Regions from separate parts of the Mus musculus genome. Here region 2 is linked to region 1. Evidence: chromatin contacts called from public promoter capture Hi-C data. All regions are on one chromosome and are shown on one strand. The core of a region is the stretch at or near the end of the contact, and the rest is flanking DNA. Distances in the headings are between cores, read along the strand shown. Region 1 holds the start of Ppp4r3b (protein phosphatase 4 regulatory subunit 3B). Region 2 holds the start of Nsg2 (neuron specific gene family member 2).

The links. Promoter capture Hi-C pulls out the DNA fragments that hold promoters and counts their contacts.
Region 2: a promoter capture Hi-C map of the C10 cell line shows a contact between it and region 1, with 5 times the contacts expected there. The contact joins the promoter of Nsg2 here to the promoter of Ppp4r3b in region 1. A contact is called at or near these places in 2 of 39 promoter capture datasets (the C10 cell line and pre-B cells).

The regions. Positions count from the first base shown.
Region 1 is chr11:29,169,574-29,175,855 of GRCm38.p6, forward strand. Ppp4r3b (protein phosphatase 4 regulatory subunit 3B) reads left to right here and starts at 3,403. Exons shown (of 16, transcript NM_134034.3): 1 at 3,403-3,874; 2 at 5,100-5,155. The coding sequence starts at 3,733.
Region 2 is chr11:31,996,523-32,002,804 of GRCm38.p6, forward strand. It overlaps Nsg2 (neuron specific gene family member 2), which reads left to right and starts at 3,897. Exons shown (of 5, transcript NM_008741.4): 1 at 3,897-4,074; 2 at 5,209-5,358. The coding sequence starts at 5,230.

The DNA.
Region 1 (6,282 bases), core at 2,153-4,652:
CCATTCATGGTTGTCAGCTTGACTAAATCTGGAATTAACTAAAACCCAAGCAATTGGATAGGTTCCTGTGCTGCTTTGAATGAAAATGGCCCCCATAGGCTAACAGGAAGTGGCACTATTTGAAAATAGTAGGACTTGTGCCCTTGTTGGAATATGTATGGCCTTGGGGTTAGGCTTTGGAGTTTCAAAAGCCCAACCTAGGCCCAGTGGCACATTCTCTCTCCCTGCTGCCTGTGAATCAAGATGTAGAACACTCAGCTACCTTTCCAGCACCATGTATACTTGTGTGCTGCCAGGCTTCTGCCATGTTGATAATAGACTGAACTTCTAAGCTGTAAGCCAGCCCCAATGAATGTTTTCCCCAATTATTGTTGTGGTGTTCGTGTTTCTTCACAGCAATAAAACTCCAACTAAGACAGTAACCTGGGTACACAGGGATTTTTTTTTCCTTAATGAAATTATTTGAAGTGGGAAGATCACCTTTAATTTGGGCCACACCTTGCCTGGCAGCTTATGTAAAGGACATGGAAGAAGGAAGTTTGCTCTCTTTACTTGTTCCTACTCTTGATCTCACTGGCAAGTCCATTCCTTCACTGGAGCCTACTTCTTCAGATTCTGCCATATACTGAAGACCAACAGAGTCATAGAGACATACAGCCTCATAGACTAAATTACTAGATTCTTGGACCTTCCATTCATAGAGAGCCATTGGACTAGCTAGACCATAGGCTGTAAGCCTTTCTATAAATACACACACACACACACACACACACACACACACACACACACACACACAATCATTCTCAGAGAAGGTCATCAGAGAACTGAAAGTGGTAACAATATACATACATACATACATATTATATACATGAATTCTACCAAACTCATATGGCTTAAGGGAGGGTTTTTTGTTTTTTGTTTTCTGCATTTTTTTTCCTCCTGCAAAAATACCTGTGTCAGGTAGGAGAAAGGGTTCTAATGTGCTTGCCGCCAAGACTGACAACCTGACTTTGACTTCTAGGACTGACTTCTACACTATGTTGTAGCACAGCCCCTCCCTTCACCAAATGAATAAATCTCATTTTTTAAAAGCTTCTATGGCAGTGATGAGATGTTTCAGCAGTTAAAGAATTCTGGTGGAGAACCCATCTGGCTATTCACAACTATAACTCTGGTTCTAGAGCATCCAAAACCTTCTGGTAACCACACACATACAAAAACACACGCAATAAAAATCTTTTTTAAAAATGTGTGGCATTTGTATTGTAATATAACTATATAAAGTATTATAGTAATATAATCCAAAAATGATACAAATTATTCTGCAGGACCTTATAGGTTATAAGCAAAACATATGCCATTTTATATGAAAGACTTCATCATACAGATATTGGGATGGATTTGAGTCCTGGAAACAGTCATTTAAATCATCAAAAGACAACTACAGTATATTTACACACACATTTGCACATGCTAAACTATTTCTAAAACAAAATACAGCATAAAACCTAGTGGAAAGAAAACAATGTTCAAAAATTACTTAACATTTTTAGATGATGATAGCAGCATTAAATCAAATGTACAAATGTATAGGACACACACCAAGGAACTGCCCCCAGTCTAACCTCACACACAGTGAGAATGAGAGGGGATCTAGTGGGGAGTGATATAGTCACTGTTTTCTGGAGAATAGCGGGAAGCGGGAGCTGAAGAGACTTACCTTGCATTGCAGAAGTTCTTTGCCATTTTAATTTTTTCACATATAAAGGTATTACTTGTAAAGATCAAGGACATCAGGGGCTCATTTGGGCTACAACCTTTTGGAGTTGTAGTTTCCTTGTAAAAGACTCTGGGGGAAGGTATGGCTATGGCACAGTGATGCTTCCAGACTACAGCATAAGCTGGATGGACCCTGACCAAAACATTCTACAGAGAATGCTCTGGGCACCTGAAATTTCTGTCCTAAAGGCTGAGTGGGCTTCCAGGATCTATCCAGTGCTCTTGCCAACGTTCTTTTCTCCTTTAGAGTGGGCAATGAAAAGGATGCTTAGACAAATCCTTGGGTGTCCTCTAACATTGGGCTAAAACACTGACTCTGGAAAGCTTTCTATGGCCTTCCCCAAACAAGTCATATTTTCCCTGGTTCAAAGTACATTTTGTCCATATCAGTCACAGATTATCAGGGACTTATGTATAGTGATTCACGTCCTTTTATCATAGGCAGAATCCTGTTACATACCATAGGCTGCAATTTCCATATGCAGTCGTTACAGGCAAATGACAGCAGACCAGGCTAATTTTCTTGGTCCCTCATACATTTAAAGAATCGCAATGATAGTTCAAATTTTGAAATCCTTTTCAATCAAGCGACTATGTACATAAGACACCCTTTTAAACATGAGTTGCCGCCTAACCTCGTCAAATCATAAGCACACTTTGACAAGCATGGTGATGACTACAACTCCCGAAATACACCGCGGGATCAACATGTGCACCTGCCCCGTGTTCACCTTTCAGGTTAGAGCCAAGAGTTGAGGGACCATATAAGAGAACGGAGAGGCGGCAGAACTACGCTGGGAGCGGATGCCTTCGGGCGAGCGTCACGCTCTGAGCGACGTTAACTTCACGCTGGAAACCGTTCTTGCGGCACATGAAGCTGAGAGCTCCCCGAGGATTGTGAGGCTGTACGCCTGTGCTTGCCTCGTCGCTGCCGCCGGTCTCTCTGAACCTTTTAATGGTCCGTGGTACCCGGCTAACGGAAGAACGCTTCGGCGGGAAATAGGAACTGTCAACGCGTTTGTGGAACATTAGATCGCCCACTGCTCATCGTGGCCATGGAACACCTTCCCGGCAGAAGCCTCGCAGATTCTATAACGGATTTTAGTGGGTGAAGGCTCGACCTCCCATCGTCTTCACGAATGACTCGAACACCCTCACCCCGTCTCAGTCCTTTTCGGGCTGTCAGCCTGAGTCCCTACACTTGGCTTCACTCTAGTCCTGTGCACGCATTCGGACTTCTCAGCCTGGCTCTGTTCTGCTGAGAGCAAGTCCAGAGTTGACAACCCGCCACATGACCAACATCAGCCCTACAAATCCCGAAGAACAACTCGGCAACTCCATCGCCAAGGCAACCTTCTACACACGCTTCCTCCCGGCGCAGGTAGAAAAGCTCGCGGGACTTCCCCGCCCAACTGAGATTCCCGAATCAGGAAGCGGGGCCGAAAGAGGAGGAAGTCCCTCCTTGGCCGGCTCACCTCGGCGGCGCACTCCTCGCGAGATCGCCGAGGTCTGACTCTCCGGAAGTGTGTTCGGAGGTAAAGGTACTGTGCGTTGGGCTCGTCGGCCGCCGTAGCCCCTGCTAGGGCAGCCCGTACGAACCTGCTGGAAGAGGAAGAGAAAGGCAGAGAGTCGGGTTACAAGATGGCGGATCTGTAGTAGTAACCGCGGCGGGCGGCGGCAGCGGGAGAGCGAGCGAGCTCCGGGACGCAAAAGGAAGGGAGAGTGGTTGTGCGCCGCGGTGAAGGGAGGGGTAGCGGAGACCACGAGCGGAGGGCTCTCGGTGGCTCTGGTCACCCCTTCTCGCGGCTAAACCTTTAGAGCCATGGTAAACTCGGGCCTCTCCAGAGTCGCTGCCACCACCGCCGCTGCCGCCACTACCGGCTCTCAAGAGTGAGGGATACCGGCGAGGTGAGCGAGGAGGTGGCGGCTGGAACGGTGGGGCCAGAAGCCACCATGTCGGATACACGGAGGCGAGTGAAGGTCTATACCCTTAACGAAGACCGGCAATGGGACGACCGAGGCACCGGGCACGTCTCCTCCACTTACGTAGAGGAGCTCAAGGGGATGTCGCTGCTGGTTCGTGCCGAGTCCGACGGTAAGGGTATTGGAACGGTGGGGTAGGGGATAGTGCATCGGTTGCGGCACAACCTGAGGGTTAAGCGCTGCGCTCCGGTACTGTATTCTGACTAGCACCACTAGGGACAGCGCATTGGTCTTGAGCCTGCCCTTCTTTACGATAAAAACAAACTGCTGGGCCTGGATTTACTCTCTGTCAGACGTGAACTCGCAGTTCTCCGCCTCCATCCCTATTGAGGATTTGACTCCTTCTCCCCCCCCCCCCACCCCCCCATCCCAACCCGGTAGTTGAGGTTTAGAATGTATGAGTGGGAAGTCAGTAGAAGACCAGGTAGGAATATCGCCCATGAGATGACCCCCGACTCCCGAGCCGCTTTAGGTACAGTCCTGTCGGTTGTACCTATGTAGCATAAAAGGTTTAGAGAAACTCTGCCTTAAAAACAAGTTTCAGTTGTTCCAATCGCCAGGTGCTGGGGAAAACTAAAACGGACTTTCTCTTGGAGTTACTACAGACTGTTGCCACGAAACACACAAGCACGTACATATTTATTGATTGATCCCTCCAAGGCTGCCGTTGTAGGGAGTGAAAAAGTGGGTTCCACAATCTCGGCAAGTTAGAAAACTAAAGCGGACTGTGAAGTTGTATTTGTTGATTGCAGAATTCATAGAAACCATTTTAATATTAAAAACTGACAGCCATAATAAAAAAGCTACTACTTATATATACTCAAGAGCTGCCCAACTGGAACAGCTAATGCATTCAAGAAATAAAAGAATAGCAATCTTAGATCATTTTGGGCAAATGTTGTACTAGTGCAGAGTCCCTCATTAGGAGTTAAGAGGCATTTATTTCTACATTATGAAGAGGAGGGTTTGTCAAAGGAAAAGGATAAATATCATTTGTATGGTAAGTCTCTCTGGGGTCCTTGTAATTTGTTTTGTTAGACAGGAAATTCAGTGAAACAGCTTTTGTTAAAGTTTAGTCTTCAAATGGTCAATTAGACCTTAAAGGTTTTAGTTACCTCATAGTCTGAATATTGATTTCACATTTCCTTCCTTCTGAGGACATATGGAGGTAGGATGAAACAGTCTAAGTTAACCATGTAGTCTTTATTTAGAAAATATGAATTAAAATACATTTGTAGCTTCAGATGTTCATCTGGTGAGAAGACATGAAATGCTTACTAGATGTGTGCTACTGAAGGTTTTATAATTTCAGACTTTTTTTTTTTTTACTCTTTCAGGATCGCTACTCTTAGAGTCAAAGATAAATCCAAACACTGCATATCAGAAACAGCAGGCAAGTAGTTGTTTATCTTTAATTTGAAAACTTCATCTGTGATCCAGGATGTATTATTTATGTGACAAAGATGGGAATATTTTCCAGACAAGAAAAAAAGTTTGGTAACTAAAATTAGGAACCATATATATTTTCCTTCAGTTTGAGAGTTTCAGACTGAAAAGCAGTTTTTATATTGGTGATTTAATGTTGGTTTTTAATTGAGCCACTGTTTGTATTGCAATACAATGTATTCTTTGATCTTTAAAGTAAGCCAGGTCTGTTCTATATGCACTAAACCTTTTGTTCTAAGTCACATTTGAAAGAAATGGCTTAAAAGAAAATTCAGAGTGTTCACTTACTACCATTAAGAAATAATTCAAAGAGATGTTTTTAAAGCAAGGAGAGCCTGTTTGTGGTATGAAGTTAAATCCTTTGACCAAGGAGAAGAATTTTTTAAGTAGTATTTAAGTCTGCTTCTAATTGTATGCATATTTTAAAATAATAAATGGGTACTTAATAAATATACACATCGGTAATTATGCAGCATTTTCTGTTAATATTTATTGTCACTTTGGGAAAGGAAATCTGTTTTAGTATTTCTAATTAGTTAACATGACGTCATCTGTGGATGTTTTCATTTTTATTATGAAATACTAACAATATTAAATAGTTTAGAGAATAATATAGTGGACTCCATTATATAATAACACCATCAGATTTAACAATATTAACATAATATATTTTTTCAACCTTTTGTAATGTTTAACATGGATAGAGGTAAAATCTCCTTTGTATCTACCTCATTTTGTCTATTCTCTATTCTCCCTATGGTAACCCTATTATGAAATTGCTCTGTATTCTGTATATATGCTTTTTATACCCTTCTTGCATATGTATATAGTCATAAATGATATGTAGTCTTTGTGTTTTTAAACTTTTTACAATATACTATTGATAACATACTTTACATGTATTCTAAAATTTGTGTTTTCACACTTCTTTGAAGATTTATTTGTGTTAACATAGGGAGTTTTTTAAAATACTGTATTATAATTTTAATATATATAACTGTGAGTCCTTTGATTTTTGTGTGGGTGTAGTGTGATGTGTTTTGTAAATAAAGTCACTATGACAGGCTTTGGAAA
Region 2 (6,282 bases), core at 2,647-5,146, 2.8 Mb after region 1:
TTTTTAAATCGTCTTTGTTTGTGTATATATGTGTGTGTACCTGTGAAAGCTGAGGTGGACCCTGTCCATGCAGGTGCTGTCAAAGGACTGAAGGTCACCTAATGTGAAGGCTAGAAACTGACCCCACATCCGCAGCAGAAGGGAGCACTCTTAGCTGCTGAGCTATCTCTCCAGCCCCTGGATGTTAAGTTTTATCAAATTACTTTTCTCAGTCAACTTTATTTCTAGTACAAAGTCCACTTACTTATTCATGATATATTGCTAGTTTGTCCTGTAACTAAATTGATTTTCCTGGTATTTTGTTGAAGACTTGGCACCTACATTTTGAGATGTATCGGCCAGCAATGTTCTTATATTAGATAGTCTTTATTTGGTTTGATACAGTGATCTCACTGGCCAGACAGAGTGAATTAAAAATGCATATGTGGCCAGTCAGGGCGGTTCACTCTTTTACAGGACGCATCTGGTTGTCTGTATAAATATTCCTGACTGACAGACTGACTGTCCTAGACTGAACTGGCTGGGGCTTTGGGGGTGGACTTTTCTTTTTCCTGTAACCGGCAGTTTTTCTGCCTTCCACATCCCCCACATCTTGTTTGCTAATGGACAGAGGCAAATTTTTTTTTGTCACCACAACTTGGAGGAAGATACTACTGACATCTAATAAGTAAATGAAGGGATATTGTTAACAAAGACACAAGACAGCCTCCCCACTTCTTCAGCTAGTGGTCTTGACGTGAATCCTGTACTGAATCATTGCTGATTTTCGGTTTGCCACATTCATTCCATCCGTACTGACAACTGCAGTTGTCACGGAGTCTAGGTGGGGACTCCTTTCTCCTAAAGTGTGGGGTCATATACATAGACGTTTTAGTTTTCAGTTACACAGATTTAAGATTGTTGCGCCTATTTGTGAATCAATACTAGCTGATCATAAAGTTCCCTGTTCTCAATTGTCGTTTTCTTTCCCTGGGGTCTGCTGTGTCTAACACTAATGCAGCCACTTTGAGCTTCTGTCAGATCACAGATTTGTTCCTTTTCTCATGGCTGTATCTAAATGCCTGGCAAAAAGCGACGTAAAGGAGGAAGGGTTTACCTTGGCTCTTGGATCTGAAGTTGCAGCCCATTGGGGCAGGGAAGCCTGTCTGTGGGATCAGCTGCTGTCACGTAGCAGAAAGCTGCAGGAACCAATGGGAGACAGGGGTTGGCTCCACACAGCTAGCTTTCTGCTTTGCAACTTTTGCTCATTTAGAGACTCCAGATCATGGGAAAGTGCTCCCTGGTATCCAACAAGGGTCCTCCTCCCTCAGTTAATTCTCTCTGGAGGATCCCCACCCCCCCATGGACACACCCAGAGGTGTGCCTCACTAATTAATGCCTCCGTGGATGCTATTCAGTCCAACCAGGTTGATGGTGGAAATGAACTGTCACACTCTACCCAGTGTCATCACAGTGTGTCTGTCTTCCTGAAACTCTTTTTAATTTCTCTTTTCCATGATCTTTTATTGAACTCTTTTCCTTTGTATGTTTGTTGGTTTTGTTGGGTTTTTTTTGTTGTTGTTGTTGTTGTTGTTTAGGTTTTTTGAGACAGGGTTTTTTCTCTGTAGCTTTGGATGCCCTGGAGCTCATTCTGTACCAGGCTGGCCTTTGTAGTTCTTGAACAGTTAGACATTCCAGGATGCCATTGCACTGTCTCCTAGAATGTCTCACCGCCATGGCAGGCTGCAGAGAGGGCCCAGCTGAGACCAGTCCTGTCAGTCAGACCACCGGTGGATCTTCCTAGCCAGCATGTGTCATGGAGATCCTGCAGCTTTGGATCTGCCAGATCCTAAAGCCTTCATGCACTCCAACAGTTCATAGATGGGTTAGATGTTGGGGTGGCCTAACTCATTGCCCTGGATCTGGGCCTGAGTGCTAGCTGAGCTGGTCAGCCTGCCAGTTCTCCTGCACCCACCACACCACCAGGGCGAACTCTCCAGCACTGCCCCAGCCAGCTTACCCAGTGATGCAGCCAGTGAGGGTCAGGGCCAGCTCTCCTGCTGTCATGCCCTTGAGGCCGGCTCTCCCACCCTCTGCACAGTAGATGATGTTTATTGCATTTTGATTATTACACACACACACACACACACACACACACTATGTATCTTTTTGGCTATCTTAAGATTGCAAAAAACATACTTAAATTGATACAGATTACTTGGACCCAAAGCTTCATCACTTAAAGCAGTCTATAAGGCCATATCCGACACCATCTTGGTTTCTTTCCACCGCACTCTGCTGCACAGATGTCTTGCATGTTGCGTACATTGAAAACCTCATCAAATGATGTGATAGTATTTGCTTTCAATCCTCAATTTTTTTTTAAATACCAATTATTCTATTTTATCTGGAACCCCTCAACCTTGTTCTCCATCAAGGTTAGACATGCCATTCCAGCCATGGCCTTCCTTCCAGCTTGGGTCTTAACCTCACAGGTCACCAAGCCTGGACTTCTCCTTGCCTCCAGGCAAGCTGCTTTCTGGAGCTTAGTGAACTCTAGGGACCTCTGTCTTGAAAAGTGTGGCTTTTCCTTGTCAATCAGCCATGAACTATCAGAGGGGATTTCTTTGACTCTTAGGGCAGCAGCGTTAGGATCTGAAATATACATGTTCACAATTGAACCTGTGGTTGCTGGCTATACTGTGCTGGTCTCGTGCCATGCATGAATTTGGCAGTCATTTAGGTCTTTGGAAAGAAGGGGAAGGAAAACCAATATTTCTTAGAATACTTCCCTCTCACACATATACATCACCATTTAACACTGCCCTGTGTGGTGCTGATAGATGACAGCCTTCATGGTCTCAAAAACCCTTACACACATTTCATGCCCGAACAATACAGAAGACACACGCGTTTCTGTGCCTTGTAACACATAGACACTAGCTAGGGTGATTTTTTTTTTTCCACACAGAACAAATATTTTTTAAATCAAAGTGAACCACTCAGTCAGTACTGCAGCTGTTGATGAACAGTGATTTGAGCCACAGCTGGGAGAAGTCACTGGCAGTGGGCTCAATCATCCCTGTGGTTGAAATAGGCGTTCAGAGCATCTCTCACAAGTCAGATGTGTTTCCATGGGTACATTCTCTTCCCGTACTCCCTGCCATCTCATTCTGCAAGTGCTGTTATCCTCCATCAAAGGCAAGGCAGCAGAGGCTCAGGGAGTGGCTGAAAATGTGTCAGACCCACCCAGCCAGTTTGGTCCGGCTGACACTGCCTCTCCACTCCTTCTTACTCTGGTCAGCAAACTGGATGTTATTTAACGTCTTGACCTAGATATGGATTTTGGGGACAAGAGTCAGGGATCAAGTCCCAGTTCTGGCCTTTTCCAGTTCTGTGACCTTAGACAGGTCAAGTCTATGCACTGTCTGCAGTTTATGCAGGTGTGTTCACAGTGCAAGCCACCCCATTTCCCAGTCTTTGTTAGAAACCACAGTTTACAAAAGAGGGCAGTAGCTTGAAAGAGACCAGAAAGGTGTAACAGCACAGGAAATGGAAAGTAACTACCAGTTTACTTTCTCTTCTAACCCAGAGCAGGTGTTTTGAGTTTTACAGTATTGTTAGGGAAGCTTTAGCAAGAGGGGAGCCCTTCTCCTAAAACAAAACAAAACAAAACAAAAAACAAAGTGCCTGCTTTTTCAGTTTCCACCAAAGACTCAAGAATTGCATTTTACATTATTGTAAAAAAAATTATAAGCCACATTACTGTTTTTGGAATAACCAAAATTCCTTCCACTTTTCTTTAAAACGTTTGTCCTATGCAGGGGTTGTGGCCATGCATGAGAAACAGCAGGTGGTGCCAGATGACAGGTGGTGTGGGAGCCGTCCCCGGTGGGAGGCGCGAGCTGGCGAGCAGGCTGGCAGCTGCCAGATCTTCTCTGCGCGCTGGCGCCTCGTTCTCAGAAGCTCCGGATCCAGGCACGCGAGGGCTGCTTTTTTCAGCACCACGCTCTGGCTGAGGAGGGAGGACTCCTGTTTGTCCTCCTCCTCTACATATTGGCTTGACTCTGCTCTGACCCCCACCAGTGCCGCACAGTAAGTAGGCATTTGTTTTTGTTGTAACCACTCCCCAGCACCCTCCCAGCCCTTACCACCCTGTCATCCCCACAACTCCGTTTGTCTAATTACGTCCCACCAGCCGGATTGACAGGAGAAATTCAGTTGTGCAGGGCTTTTGAGGGTGCGGTGAAATCAATCCTTGAGTTCAAAGGGAACTGGAGGGAAATAATGTGATTTGTTTATTTAGTTGGCAATCTTGCAATATGGGGGCTGCTAACTTTCCATGAAAAGAAAGAAAGGAAGGAAGAAAGAAAGAAAGAAAGAAAGAAAGAAAGAAAGAAAGAAGGAAGGAAGGAAGGAAGGAAGGAAGGAAGGAAGGAAGGAAGGAAGGAAGGAAGGAAGGAAAGAAAGAAGGAAAGAAAGAAAGAAAGAAAGAAAGAAAGAAAGAAAGAAAGAAAGAAAGAAAGAAAGAAAGAAAGAAAGAAAGAAAGAAAGAAAGAAAGGAAGGAAGGAAGGAAGGAAGGCCCTGGCTATTGAGGAAATGGAGCTATTTCATGGCTGAATAAGGAGATCAGGTTCAAGCCAGCCTCTTTCTGATGTAGAAACCTGGGTCTCGTGTACAATCTACATATTATGTAAAAGAGAGAGAGAGAGAGAGAGAGAGAGAGAGAGAGAGAGAGGGGGGTCTTGAGAGAGAGATTGACTGTATTTAATTGTGTTTTAGAGATTGGTGAAGAAAAGGCAAAATAGCGATGTGGGTGGTGAGATGAAATGTATCTTACTGCAGGGGGCCCAGAATAATGGAGTTTCCTTTTGTGCTAAGAACAATCTTGCCAGTGGGGCTCTAGGGATATGTTAGCCACAGTTTCTTGGTATTTTTTTTAAGCTCATTTAAAAAAAAAATGAAGGTCTGAGGTTTTGGGGGTTTTTTGGTTTGGGGGTTTGGGGGTTTGGGAGGGGCTCCCTAATTCGAGGGTTGGTGAACTCGGTGAGCAGTTAGCACATTCTGATGATTAATGAAGTTTCCCCGGACAATGGGAATCATGTCAGGAAATCTAGTGGGAGATTGATGGCTGTTGCCAGGTTGAATGCTGCTGCAGTTGAGCTGTCTCAGACCGTCCTCAGCCCCTCACATTCCCACTGTAACCAGAATCCTGCTGCTTGCCTTAGGTCTGGAATAAAAGCAGAAGCATGGTGAAGCTGAACAGCAACCCTGGAGAGAAGGGGGCCAAGCCGCCTTCCGTGGAGGATGGTTTCCAGACCGTCCCTCTCATCACGCCCTTGGAGGTTAATCATTTGCAGCTGGCTGCTCCCGAGAAGGTAACCGGGTGATCTTCCTTTCCTTGTCCCCCAGGCTACCCTAACCCAGGAACCCAAGCAGCAAAAGATTTTTTTTTTTTTACCCCTTCAAATCCTTTCATTCTTCCAGCCACCAAACAGGCTCCCTTCCTTGGAAAATATTGTGTCCAGAGATGAGACATTTCTTGTGTTATTGCAGATTTATGGTGTTTGCTCATAATCTACACATACAGGCAAACAAATTAATGTTCTCTTGTTAAGATTTTAGCATGGTAGATGAATACACATAAGCTTCTATGCAGTGATGAAGGGGGAAAGGCTTGTCTTCATTTTCTTGAGGTGTTTTGAAAATGGATTGGTATAGCTAGGAAGGCAGAGACTTGGACTCGCTCAATCCAGCAACTCAGTTTGCCTCTGCCGAGCTCTTGCCCCTTTGCAAGGAGTTGGTTATAAAAAGATAAACTTTTAAAAACCCTTCTTCAAAGGAACCCAGTGCATCGTGGTAAATGCTGGACCCAACCATCACAATGGGGGGGGGGGCTGGGGTATGAGAGGGAAGGCAGTATAGATGAGCTGCAGGGGAGAAGATGGGGTAGGAGAGGGAAGGCAGGATAGACGGACGAGCTGCAGGAGAGAACATCCAAATTGGAGTTTTAAAGGTAAGTAAAAGCTGTACCAGTTTGAAGTGGAAGAAAAATAGGGTATTTAAGGCAAAGGTGAAAGAGAATGCGCCCAGTGTGGGAAGCTCCTGTGGACACCGTGGCTGCAGGAGAATGTCCGGGAGACGGGGCTGGGAAGCAGCCTCTGGCTGATGCCACATCTCCTGATTTGAATAATGGAGGTGGCAGAGGGGTGTCATCCCACAAACATAGGTAGGAGAGAGTGTGTAAGGTCTGCCTGAGAGAGCTGAGGCTTTAGGCAGTGAGCTATTGCACGTGGTCTCGA